2 separate regions of the Manis pentadactyla genome follow, and region 1 is linked to region 2. Evidence: chromatin contacts called from public Hi-C data. All regions are on one chromosome and are shown on one strand. The core of a region is the stretch at or near the end of the contact, and the rest is flanking DNA. Distances in the headings are between cores, read along the strand shown. Region 1 holds the start of LOC118932395 (protoheme IX farnesyltransferase, mitochondrial). Region 2 holds the start of HS3ST3B1 (heparan sulfate-glucosamine 3-sulfotransferase 3B1).

Region 1 (5,695 bases), core at 293-2,792, 160 kb before region 2:
TAAAAAGAAAATTACAAGTTCCTTCCATACAATCCACACCCCTTCTGATTTAATAAGTCTGGGAGTGGCTTAGACATCTGTACTTTTTAAAGCCCTACAGGTGATTCTGATAGGCAGCCAAAGTTGAAATACTGCGCTTATAAACCACAGAAACTCTGATACTTCAAGATGAGTAGGTGTACAAGGCCATATGGTATGGTGAAAATGACATAGTAACAGGTAGCAAGGGATTTTGATCTTCGTTTTGGAATTCAGCATCTAGGTGACTTTGAGCAGATCATTTAAAACTCTTTGAGCCCTAAACATGTTACTCATAAAGATTTGTTATGGATATGAATAGTAAATGTTTATAAAAGCACTTGGAAATGCAAGGAGTTTGAAAACTTTAAACATAGCAATCAATGTTGTTTTTCTCTTCCTGGACTACCCTTTCCCCTCCTTGTATGCAGGAAAACCACTGTTCCTCAGTATGTTTAAAATATGGTGTTTAAATCTCTGAGGCCTTTCCTGACCCAGCAGAACTGTAATGCATCTGTGTTTCTGCAGTACTTTCTACATTACCCTTACCACACTGACGCCAAGGGCAACTCCTCTGACCCCCTTGGTCTAATGTAAGCTCCTACAGGATGAGGACAGTCAATTTTTTTCAGCATCCTCAGCGCCCACTAATGTTAGCTGAGGTGAACCAAAACAAGTATCCCCTTAACATAGCAGACAGACGGAAATGGCCCTTATAGAACCCAGTTACCTATTTCTCTCTTCTTTTCCAAAAGCTGGATCTCTTTTCTTCAGTGCTACTGGAACTCCAAAATTAAAAACAGATGAAGGGAACGCTGCCAAGATCTGCCCTAGTCATCACAACACTAACGATAATTTATTAGTGCCTATACGTAGTAGGCGCCTGGTTAGCCATTGGACAGCCATTATTCAGTGCTCTCAACCATCCTGTAAGTTACATACTATTATTACTCCCATCGTACCGCCGGATAACTGAGGTTCAGAGGACTTACGTCACTGGCTCAAGCAGGTCAGAAGGCCAGGAGGTGGAGTCAGGACGCGACTACCCATCTCACTCCAGAGCCGGTCTTAACCACTATTTGCACCTCCTTCATCTTCAGGTATTCTGATTCCGCTCCCTGGGGTGGTTTAGGGACAAGCACCCCAGCTCACGGGTCTTGCAGCCTGACAAGCATTGTAGCAAAACTATAACGGATCAGTTGGAAGGTGGAGGTATCGTCCCCAGAACCATTTCCTTTGGGCGACTCTGACACCAAGAAAGATCCCTAATATAACTTTAAAATGCCCGCGCGCAGCCCGCAGCCAGGCCCTGCCCGTCCCACCAAGTCACTGTGCGCGGACGAGAACGCCTGGAAAACTCAGCCTTGCCTTCGGTTATATTGGCCACACCGGTCTCCTTGCATTTCCCAAAAGGACCTCAGGCCTCCGGCCTTTGGCGTAGCACCGTCCCGCCCGCCCGGTCCCGAGCAGCAGCTCGACAACAGTACCGTTCCACGGCCCGCTCGCCGGAAGTGACGAGAAGGAAGTGTTCCCCTCCCACAGGGGGCGGGGAAGGAACATGGCGGCGCCCAGCAGCCGGTGAGGAGAGAGGGCACGGGGCTGCAGGGAGCGACCAGACTCGCGCGTTATGGCCGCATCCCCGCACACTCTCTCCTCACGCCTCCTGACAGGTACTGCACGCGCCCTCGGACACGACTTTGGAAAATTCTCCTCTTTTTGTCACGTGTAACGCCGTGGTTCCGGCTGGTTGCAACCTTGGGAGCCCTTGGCGAGGTCGGCTGGGCGCCGGTGCGGGGGAGAGACGTCTGCAGTGGCCTGAAGCGGAGAGGCCACGGAGCGAGGGTCTAGTTTTGAAGTGTGGTCGCGGTGGTCCACACCGCCTGCGTCCCCTCCCCGGAGGGGCGGTGTCTCGTTCTGCTTTGGGTTTTCATATCCTGGAGGCGGGAGGAGAGAGGACGGAGGAGAACCTTGGGGCTCCACGAGCCTCTCGGCTTAGCAGAGCCTCGGTTCTTTGCCTCTCGTAAATGACAAGGATAAGTTACCGTCGTGAGGACAGGCAAGTGTTTTGCTGTCACTCGGAAGCCTCGTTCCAGTATAAGAGGGTCATGATGACAGCTGCAGAAAGCCTGCTGAAGTCTCCCGCAGACTTTCGGCTTTCTGCGGTCAGCGAGGCCCCTCATACAGTCCTCCGACTTGAAGGGCCTGTAACCACTGTATGTTGAAGGTGGAATGCGTTTCCTTGGCCCTTTGCTGGGTTTCAGTTCCAATGCTAACCATTTCAGAGAGGCCTACCCTGACGCCCTATCTAAAGCAGAGCTCCATGCCCCTCTTCTCACATCACTGTTTCTTTCATGATGGTTAGCACAGTCTGTACTTGTTTATATGCCGGTTTATTATGTTTTTTCCAGTTGGAACTTAAACCTTGTGAAGCAAGGGACAGTTTTAGCCTGGTTTATCCCCGTGTCCCCAGTTCTCCAAACAGTACCTGGTGTGCATTGTTGTCTCTCAGTAATTATTTTTGAATGAATGAAATTTGTCTTGTGGAGGTTTTAAAGAGGAGGCTGAGAACTGTTTTGCTCCCAGAGTTCAAGATGGTAACTAATGGCTCTTGAGAAATGTGTTGCTGGTGGTCCATACTGGAGATGGATAGGAGAAGCCAGGGACTCCCGTTTGGTCAAATCCCAGAATACTTTTCAGGTCTCAGCTGTCACAAGTTCTCTGCAGCATCTGGCAATGTTGAGCACAGTGGCTCTATGAAATTCTTTTCTTTCTCTTTTCTCATAATGTTATTTTATGGGTCTCTTTTGGCCGTTTGATCTCAGGGCATATTATTTGTTTTATGGATTGAGTTTACTCATCTATAAAATGAGGCATTTGAACTAGATGATCTCAAAGGTCCCTTCTGGTTCAAAAAGAGGGGAGGAGGGTGGGAAATGAGGGGGAGTACACATGAAACAAGATTGGCTATGGTTTTGTAATTGCTGAAACTGGAGGAGAAGTAATGGGGGCTCTTTATAGTCTTTTGCTATTGTGTATGATTGAAGTTTTCCATATTGTATATAACTAAAAGGCCTGTGATTCTTCTTGATTTTTTCTTTGTTACCTTTTATGGTTACTGACAGTGAGTGTTCTTTGATCCTAACTCTATCTCTCAATTCTTAGAGAGCTCATCCTTTTTCATTACTTGAATTACCACCTTTTATGGAGGTTATTCTACTGTGCATTCCTCATACTATCTTTTCTGCCTTTCAGTTCTGTATTTTTCAGTTCTCTATAGGACAGTTTTATTTGACTGCTCAGAATTCCCCAGTTCTAGTAAGTGGACTGCGTAAGGTTCATGTGGTTTTTTTGCTGGATAAGTCTTCCAATGCTTGTGTGGGAGGAATTAAGAGGCAGCTTCCTAAAGTTATGAACATAATTGCCAAAAAAATGCTAGTAAGTAGTCTGTACAACCTAGTCTGACCCACTTGGAAGACCCGCTACAGGGGCTTGATATGGAGGCAGCATGGTGGGAAGCGGTGGCAAAAAGGTAAACGAGAACTCTGCTGGATGTCCGGAGGTCATGTCTGGTTTTGCTCCTAAAAGTTCAGAGGATTTTATAGCCATTAAAACATTGCCAGGACCTTTCAGTTATATGTCTGCTCACCTCATTTTGAAAGCCCTGTAATCATGACTCATTGTTAATGGTGAATAATGGATATGGTCAAGTTTCCAGATTTTTTATGTATCTGTTGTTAAGCCCTGTGTATCTTCAAACCTATGTTCACTTACCTAGGGCTGAAATGTCTTTCTATTTCTAGGCACTTATTCATAGAGATTGATATGTTTTGACTAAATGAAGTGTTTTCATCATTTACAAGTACAGTTTCCTAGCTTATTTTTTTTGAATTACGATTCTGTAAAAACTTTAGTTTGACCTACTTAATCTTGAGAAGTATTTTCCAAGATGGTTCTTTCCCTCAGCAAAATGCATTTGTCATCTGACAATGAATGACAAATGAACTCAAAACAGGTTTTGAAATGAAGGCCCAGAATAATAAAACCTTGATGTCTTCTGAACATAATCTTTTAGTATTGAAAAACTGTTATTCCAAAAAACAGTATCAAGGCCAAAAAGGAAAAATATACACCGTAAAAAAAAAATCCAAACAGCAACAAAAATAACACACCTTGAATATCAGAGGACTGATTTCACAGTCAATTTCAGTCAGAGGACTGATTTCATACTTCCTGTATGCGTACATAGGCACCATGTATTCACATAAGAGGAAAGCAGGCATTTCATAATTACTTGGGGTTTGAGGATGTGGGCTCAGGGAGGAACTGACTCATCTCCAGTCGAAGATCATTGCCATACATTCCAAAGGGCAGTGATAGTTCTTCCCACAGTCTGGATAAGCTACGTGGGTGATCCAGTCCTCAGACATTTTATTATTATATGGAAAGTACCCTGGTAGCTGTTGCAGCAGAATTAGTAAAGGAGAGTCCTTGACATCAAGGAACTAACGAAGTATGACAGTAGAAACAATTTGCACTAAAAAGTTCCATAAAAAAGAGCATTGAGTGACAAAGTAGTTGAAAAGAGATAGGTAGAAGGGGGAAAGCAAGATACTGCAAGCAAGGAGACAAGAGAGCCAAGGTGAACTAATTGTGTAATGTGCTTAGTGTAGGATAGTAAGACAATCTCTCTGCAGGGAATCTCTACATGTTTGGGTGAATAAAATGTATTCTGGGCTTCAGGAAGAAAACCACTGGCTTTATGGAACTTGAGTTGGAGAAGAAAGGAAATTACCGAAGTTGGGATGGCTGGCTGGAATCCCTCAACGGTTACCAGAGTCCAAATGTAAAATAAGGGTCGGTATCAGTAGGAATAGGAAGAAGTGGACAGATTTGACCTACATTTCAGAGTTGACTGGACTTGATGTTGTTAGGTGAGGAAGAAAGTCCAGTATGTTCCTGAGTTCTTAAGTAGGTACTGGCATTATCTGCAGTAGGGAGCAGAGTAGAGATAAGGGTGAGAATATAAAGTGTTTGTAAAGATATACTGCAACCCATACACGTGGAGATACTAAGAGAGAATTGGAAATAGACATAATGAACCTAGAAATGAGTTGGAGATTGGATCTACTCTATAATTGCATATATTCAGAGACTGTGTAATGTTTAGAACATGGAACACAGTGCCTTAAAGTGGCAGACATGGCAAGAGTTGACACCATAGGAAACTGAGAAGTGATGAACAGAAGGTGGCATAGAACCAGGGACCTTTAGCATCATGGAAGCCCTGGGAGTAGAGACTTTGTAAAGGTGGGAGAATCTGTAGTGTTGTACTGTTAAAGGCTTGACTGGGATGAGGCCATAATGAAAGCATTCGATTTGTTATTTGAGAAGTTTAGAGGCAGATTAAAAGCCAAATTTGGATATGACAAAAATAGCTTCTTCCTTAGATTAAAAAGAGTCATACTTCATTGAGGACTGTTACCTTTTCCCTGTTAGTTGTCTTACCTAACATGGCCAAAATATTAAAATGAAGTCTATCTTCCAGTTTACATTATTTATTAAGAAAAACTATTCTTATTTTCCATTTTAAAAGTGAGTAATCTGATCTTTTTTATTGTCTTAAAAATATCTGTAGTATGTCAACATTTAGTATAATATAAGCATAATGGCCCTGAAA
Region 2 (5,871 bases), core at 679-3,178:
TCAAACTGGATTCAACGTCACCTGCGTCCAGGGTTTGAGTCTTGAGCTCTGCATCTGCAGAATGGGACGATCAGAGAGAGATGGCCTTTGTCAAGGGTAGAACCAGAAACGGCAGCCGTGCAGGGGGATTTGGGGACGCAGTCTGAGCACAGTGGGCGGAAAGGGCCACAGCGTCAGGTCGCAGTCCTGGCCCTGCTCCTCCGCCGCCGCTGCACAGTTGCCCAGGCCCCAGATGACCCTCTGGCCTCGGCGACAGAAACACCTCGGCGCACCGAGAACTGCCTCAAATGTTGTCGCCGGCGGAACAGAATGTGCGCGGGGTGGGGGCGCGCGGCGGCTGGGCTCTGGGGTGCTGGGCTCTGCGGAGCGCTCAGAGAAATTTCCGAAGCCCACGCCTTTGCTTCCACTCTCTCCCTCCCTTCACCCCCGGGTGAAAAATCCTAAATATATCCGGTGGCTTCGATTTGTAATCCCTCATTTTTTTTTCTTTTTTTCTTTCACCAGGGATTTCCTAACCCTCAGGATAGACACCGTTTTTATTAGGACTATCAAATCCTTTGGGAGGGGGAAAACACTATCAGATTCACATCCAACCAGGCCTGCAGTTAGCTACGTTGGGAGGTGCAAGTTTCTTGAACACATACAAATCATAAACCCGTATTACCCGCACCCTCAAACCAACAAGTCAACAGACTCGTAGTCGCCTAAAGATGGAAGACACAACTTCATTCCCTGTTGAAATAACGTGAATTTTGAGACCCACTCTTTGGAGACGCTAACATTTTCCTCTCTCATTTCCAAAATAGAGTCGGACTAATGCTCAGAAATACATTCTTCTGTTTTAGAAGTTTAATTAAATAAAAAATTAAGGGCGCATCAGTCACTTCCGAAGAACAATACAACATCCCGGCCCTAGGGGTAAGGAAAAGCTGGAAAGAAATTCTCCTTGCGGATATGGAAGGGGTAGAAAAATCCTCTACCTAAATTATTTCCCCCTCACCAGTTTTGTAGGAAAGTGTCTTGGGCGCAAGGTAGTTACAAGGAGGTCGCGCGGAGCACAGCTCGGTGCGTGGGTCCCGGGGTGGCCGACTCCGGGGTTCGTCCCGCACGTGCTGGCACAGGAGGTGCTAACGGCAGACTGGCTTTCTCAGGGTGCTCCTGACGCGGGGGAACGGACCCGGAGTCGGGTTGCGGGGACCTGGGACACTTGGAGACGTTTACTCAAGAAGGGGGTGAGAGTGCGCGGGGGCTGGCACGGAACTAGCCTGGGACGGCGCGGCAGAGGGACAGGGCTCGGGCCAGTGGGTTGCGCTCGCTGGCGCGGACAGGGCAAGGCAGCGTGGGCGGAGGCTCGCGGTGAGTCACCTCGGGGGCGACACTCAGCCAGGGGGCCCACTGGGGTCGGGATCGGAAGCGGCATCTGTCCTGGAACCGCGCGAAGCCGGGCGTTGGAGCCCGCTGGCCCCGCCGGGGCCGCCTGCAGGGATCAAAAACTTCCCGAACACTCCCGGTAGGAACTTGAGCCTCCCAAGTTCCTCGCTCCGAAGGGACGCAGCAGGGCTCGCCCCCGCGGCCGAGCGCCCCCAGAGAGCGGTCACAGCTCCCAGAAAGGGGAGGCCCCGCCGCCCCGCGCCCGGAGAGGGTCGCTGTGGGAAGAGGACCAGGGAGAGAGACCCGAGCGGACTTCCGCAGTTCAGTAAGTGCAACTCCGTGATCGATATGCTCCGATTGACGTTTGACTTAAAAAAAAAAAAAGGGAAAAAACACCTAATAATTAGTGTAACTGGTCGGCAAACCAAACTGTTACCTAAATGAAGGCTAATGTTGTCTTGAATATTTAAATATTTATTTATTCAGGAAAATGGGGAGATGGAGTATTTGCTTAAACTTAACGTCCCCAACAAACTCATATCCGAACAAAACTTTCTACACGTGCCTTTCACACTCACTTTTCTGACAGGAAACATTTGAGGACACCATATCTCGCTGTTAATTTCTCCCTTCGCGCCCCCTGTTTCTGTACCTAAGGTAGATTTTTCCAAAGGACAGTTTACCCGGGTTCCAGTTAACCGGCAACCTGAGAGAGAGAACTCCTGCCAGAGAATAAGGAAAGAATTAAAAAAAAAAAAAAAAAAGCTGACAGGGATTTCCAAACATGCTTTCCACTTAAACTTCCAAAACCTGTGCCTGTCCCGGAGGGCGCCCCCTCCGAACCCCCGGCACAGGGTGGGCTGTTTGGGGAGCTGCAGGCACCTCCCGCCCGGGTCTTGCTCCTCCAACGTCCTCCCCACTCCACAAGATAAACTCGCATCACACGCCAGCCCGCGAAACATCTGGATGGGGACTCGTGTCCCAACGTATGGGCAGTCACAGCCTCGGCTGGCTCCTGGAGCGCGAGCGCCGAAGCGCACCGCTCGGCGGGGTGGGACACTCCCCACGCTGGGTCACTCCAGCATCCTTCCGACCATCTGCTCCTGTCACAAGCTCCTGGCTTCGCCCCTTTGAGACCGCCCCTTGCCCCACAGCCAATAGCAACCCTCGACCGCTCTCCACCGCTCCAAATCTTTTCCACACCCCTACGTTCCGGGAGCCGGTTGGCTGCCGAACCCTCAGCGGAGCGCCTGTATTTGCATGGCGCTCGGGGAGTCTGGTAGGTGGAGCGACCCGTCGCTCCGGAAGGCAGGGCCCGCCCACTCCACTTCGGTCAGGGGCTCTCTTCCTGCGCAGTTCTTCGCAGCCTCCGCGGGGAAGTGCCGGCGCTGCTCACAGGCTCGGGTCGCAGGTCCGCGAGGAGGCAGCCCCGGCGAGCCGCCGTGCGCTCCGTCTGAAGTGGCCAGGGCACAGAAGGGCAGCGTTCCGGCCCCGAGCTGGGCATCGCGCAGCAGGAACAGCCCCTCGGCTAGCAGTTGCCGCCACCCAGACTTTCTCTCCAGTTGCGTCTCCGCCCGGGCAACATGTCAGAAGCCGCCGCAGCTACAGCTGCCGCCGCCACCTGGGGAAGAGCAGTTGCAGCCGCTGCGCCGGCCACGGGCGTACGGAGTCAATAAGCCGAACTCCCCGGGTGTCCTCTCCGCGCTCACTGCTGCGGCGGGACCCGCGCCATGTGCTGAGCCATGTCTCTCGCCGCGCCCGCGGGCAGCGCATGGGGCAGCGCCTGAGCGGCGGCCGATCCTGCCTCGATGTCCCCGGCGGGCTCCTACGGCAGCCGCCGCCGCCCCCGCCAGCGGTGAGGAGGAAGCTAGCGCTGCTCTTCGCCATGCTCTGCATCTGGCTGTACATGTTCCTGTACTCGTGCGCCGGCTCGTGTGCCGCCGCGCGAGGGCTGCTGCTGCTGGGCTCGGGGTCCCACGCCGCCCGCGCCCCGCCAGCCCTGGCCACGGGTGCCGACGGGACTCCCCCCAGGCTGCCGTTCCAGGCGGTGCCAGTCACCTCGTTGAGTGCGGGCAGGGACATTGCCGAGAGCGCCGCGGGTCAGGAGGAGCAAAGTCCTGAGGCGCCGGACTCCCCAAGCCCCATCTCCAGCTTCTTCAGTGGGTCCGGGAGCAAGCAGCTGCCTCAGGCTATCATCATCGGCGTGAAGAAGGGCGGCACGCGGGCGCTGCTGGAGTTCCTGCGCGTGCACCCAGACGTGCGCGCCGTGGGCGCCGAGCCCCACTTCTTCGACCGCAGCTACGACAAGGGCCTCGCCTGGTACCGGTGAGTTTCTCCGCCAGGGGCAGGGTTAGGGGCGCCCGACGCAATCCAGACGTGGAGAGGAGGGAGACGTGGCATGTGCTGGGGAAGTGACACTGGGGGGTAGGAGGAACAGCCTCGGACCACCGGGGACAGGGAGGGGCAGAGGGACGACAGCGCGGTGCAGGCTGGGTGGTGGTGTGCAGAAACCCGCCCCAACGCGGTTCGGGGTGCACGGGGCTCCGCTGTCGCCACCACCCAGAGAAACTTTTCGAGGAGCTCCGAAGGCTCAGTGGTCCTAGGGGCCCTAGAATGAATCAGGCGAGCTCTCCTTGAAGAGGGGGCAGCGACCGGGATGCCACTTAGGGAAGCGCGCAACTCCCAAACTGTGCCCGGGTCCCAAACCAAACAATTCAGTGTTCCTCGGGATTTTTTTTTCCTCTAGGAGCCAGAGGTGTTCTGCGCCCTGCCAGTCGCGGCTTCCTCCCGTGACCACCTTTTAGAGCAGCTCCTCATATGGGGATGGGGGTGGGAGAGACCGCAGTTATTAACTTTTCGGGTACAGTGCTCCCCCTTGCTGGAACCCGAAGAGGGTCAGATCCGCTTCACTGGAGAGCTGCACGGTCTCGGAAGGACAGGCTGGGCGGGTGGCCCTGAGTCTACGCCCCGCGGGCCGGCTGCGCGCTGAGCGTGGAGCGGTGCTGGTCCCTGTCGGGCAAAGGCACGTACTGCAGCCGGCAGCGGCGGCGCGCGGCTTTGAAGGCTTTACGGCGTCCCGGGCACAGCCCGCCGGTTTCCGCCACCTCTGTCTGGGTGCTGGGAGAGCCCGGACAGAGACGTGAGTCTCCGCTGGCCCTTTATTCGTCGGGGCGCAAAGAACATTCGGGGCTCATTGTTTGAGAAATGTAGGTTCCGGGAGGTCGGGCTTCCTAAAACTCAGCTCCTGGTCGGGTTGTGAGTCCCGTTCCGAAGGGACAGAGGCCCCGGGGTAATAATCACGACCTCTGCCCAGCGCTTCCAGCAGCTGCTGGTCTTCGGAGTGAGCAGCTGGGTTGACAGAGCTCCTTCCGGTGGGGCACGGGTGGGTCCAGACCCCGGCCTTAGGAAACCTTGTCTCCAGCCGGGGACCCGGCCCGCACCCCATCTCTCCTGCCATCACCCCTCAACTCTCACAAGCATGACTCCATCGAGTTCCCAGCACCCCTCCAGGCCCAGTTAGCCTCCAAGAGGCTCGAGGCCTCGGAAAACAAGGAGAGTGGACCCGATCCCCACTCCCTGCCCCATCCCCCTTTCGGCAACAGGAGAGGACGGAAGATGAAAGGGGGCTGACCCATCGGATTAAAACCGCTCTCTTCCCAGCCTCTCCCTCCTCCTCCCTTTTGTCCTTAATGTTTTTATTATTGTCAGGAGTTGCGCAAGTCCCGAAGGTTAGCCAGGCGTGACAGTCGCCCCCCCCCCCCGGTTCCCGGCCGCGGACACGGCGTGTAAGAATGGGGGTTCGGGATCCCTGTAGATCTCGCCCTGGCTCTGCCGGCCAGCGGGGCGCCGAGCCTCGGCGCTCTCATCCGTGCAGTGGGATCACGGGCGGGGCGGGCGGTGCCGGTGCCGCCGGGTGCTGTGTGGGCGCGTGGGGGTCTCTCTCATTGTTAGCTATTGTCACCAACGGCATTGTTAGTATTACTTCAGGCCCCACCGCTCCCCCTCCTCCCGGGGAGAGGATTCCGGGAGCCGGGGTGGCAGGCTGGAACTAGCGCGCTTCCAGGTGGAACCCACCAGAGGCCGGAGGCAGCCCGGGGTTTTCAGAGATCAGACGCACTGGGGGGCCGGGTTGGGTGGAACTGGCAGGAAAATAACCGAATCCTTAGAGCCAGGAGGTTTTAGAAGCACCCGAGGCACGTAGTGGAAATCCCCACTGCAAGATTCATTCCATTTCTTAGGCGGCCGCCCTCCACCTGCCACATTGCCTGTGACTGACTCAAAAACGCTGAATAAAGGACGGAGTAGGGCTGGAAACCCTCGCGGCTTGCCGGCCGCGGGGAGCGCAGCCCTGGAGCCTCGGGCGGACCGGCGTCCGGGGACCGCGTGGCGAGCGGCGGCGCCGGGCGTCCGGACTTGGGGGCCGCGGGGGCTTGGCTAGGCCGCGGGAGGCGGGAAGTCCACCGTCCTCCGGAGCCATCTCCCTAAACTGATGAGCAGGAC

What was found. Hi-C and Micro-C count contacts between places; a contact is called where the count stands out from the background.
Region 1: a contact with region 2 is called in a Hi-C map of fibroblasts, with 4 times the contacts expected there. The contact joins the promoter of LOC118932395 here to the promoter of HS3ST3B1 in region 2. A contact is called at or near these places in 2 of 3 Hi-C or Micro-C datasets (fibroblasts and skin fibroblasts).

What each region holds. Positions count from the first base shown.
Region 1 is chr4:124,664,072-124,669,766 of mManPen7.hap1, reverse strand. LOC118932395 (protoheme IX farnesyltransferase, mitochondrial) reads left to right here and starts at 1,542. Exons shown (of 7, transcript XM_036925820.2): 1 at 1,542-1,688. The coding sequence starts at 1,646. It overlaps LOC118932405 (a long non-coding RNA gene), which reads right to left and starts at 1,517. Exons shown (of 3, transcript XR_008997149.1): 1 at 1,011-1,517.
Region 2 is chr4:124,503,550-124,509,420 of mManPen7.hap1, reverse strand. It overlaps HS3ST3B1 (heparan sulfate-glucosamine 3-sulfotransferase 3B1), which reads left to right and starts at 1,928. Exons shown (of 2, transcript XM_036925818.2): 1 at 1,928-3,696. The coding sequence starts at 2,360.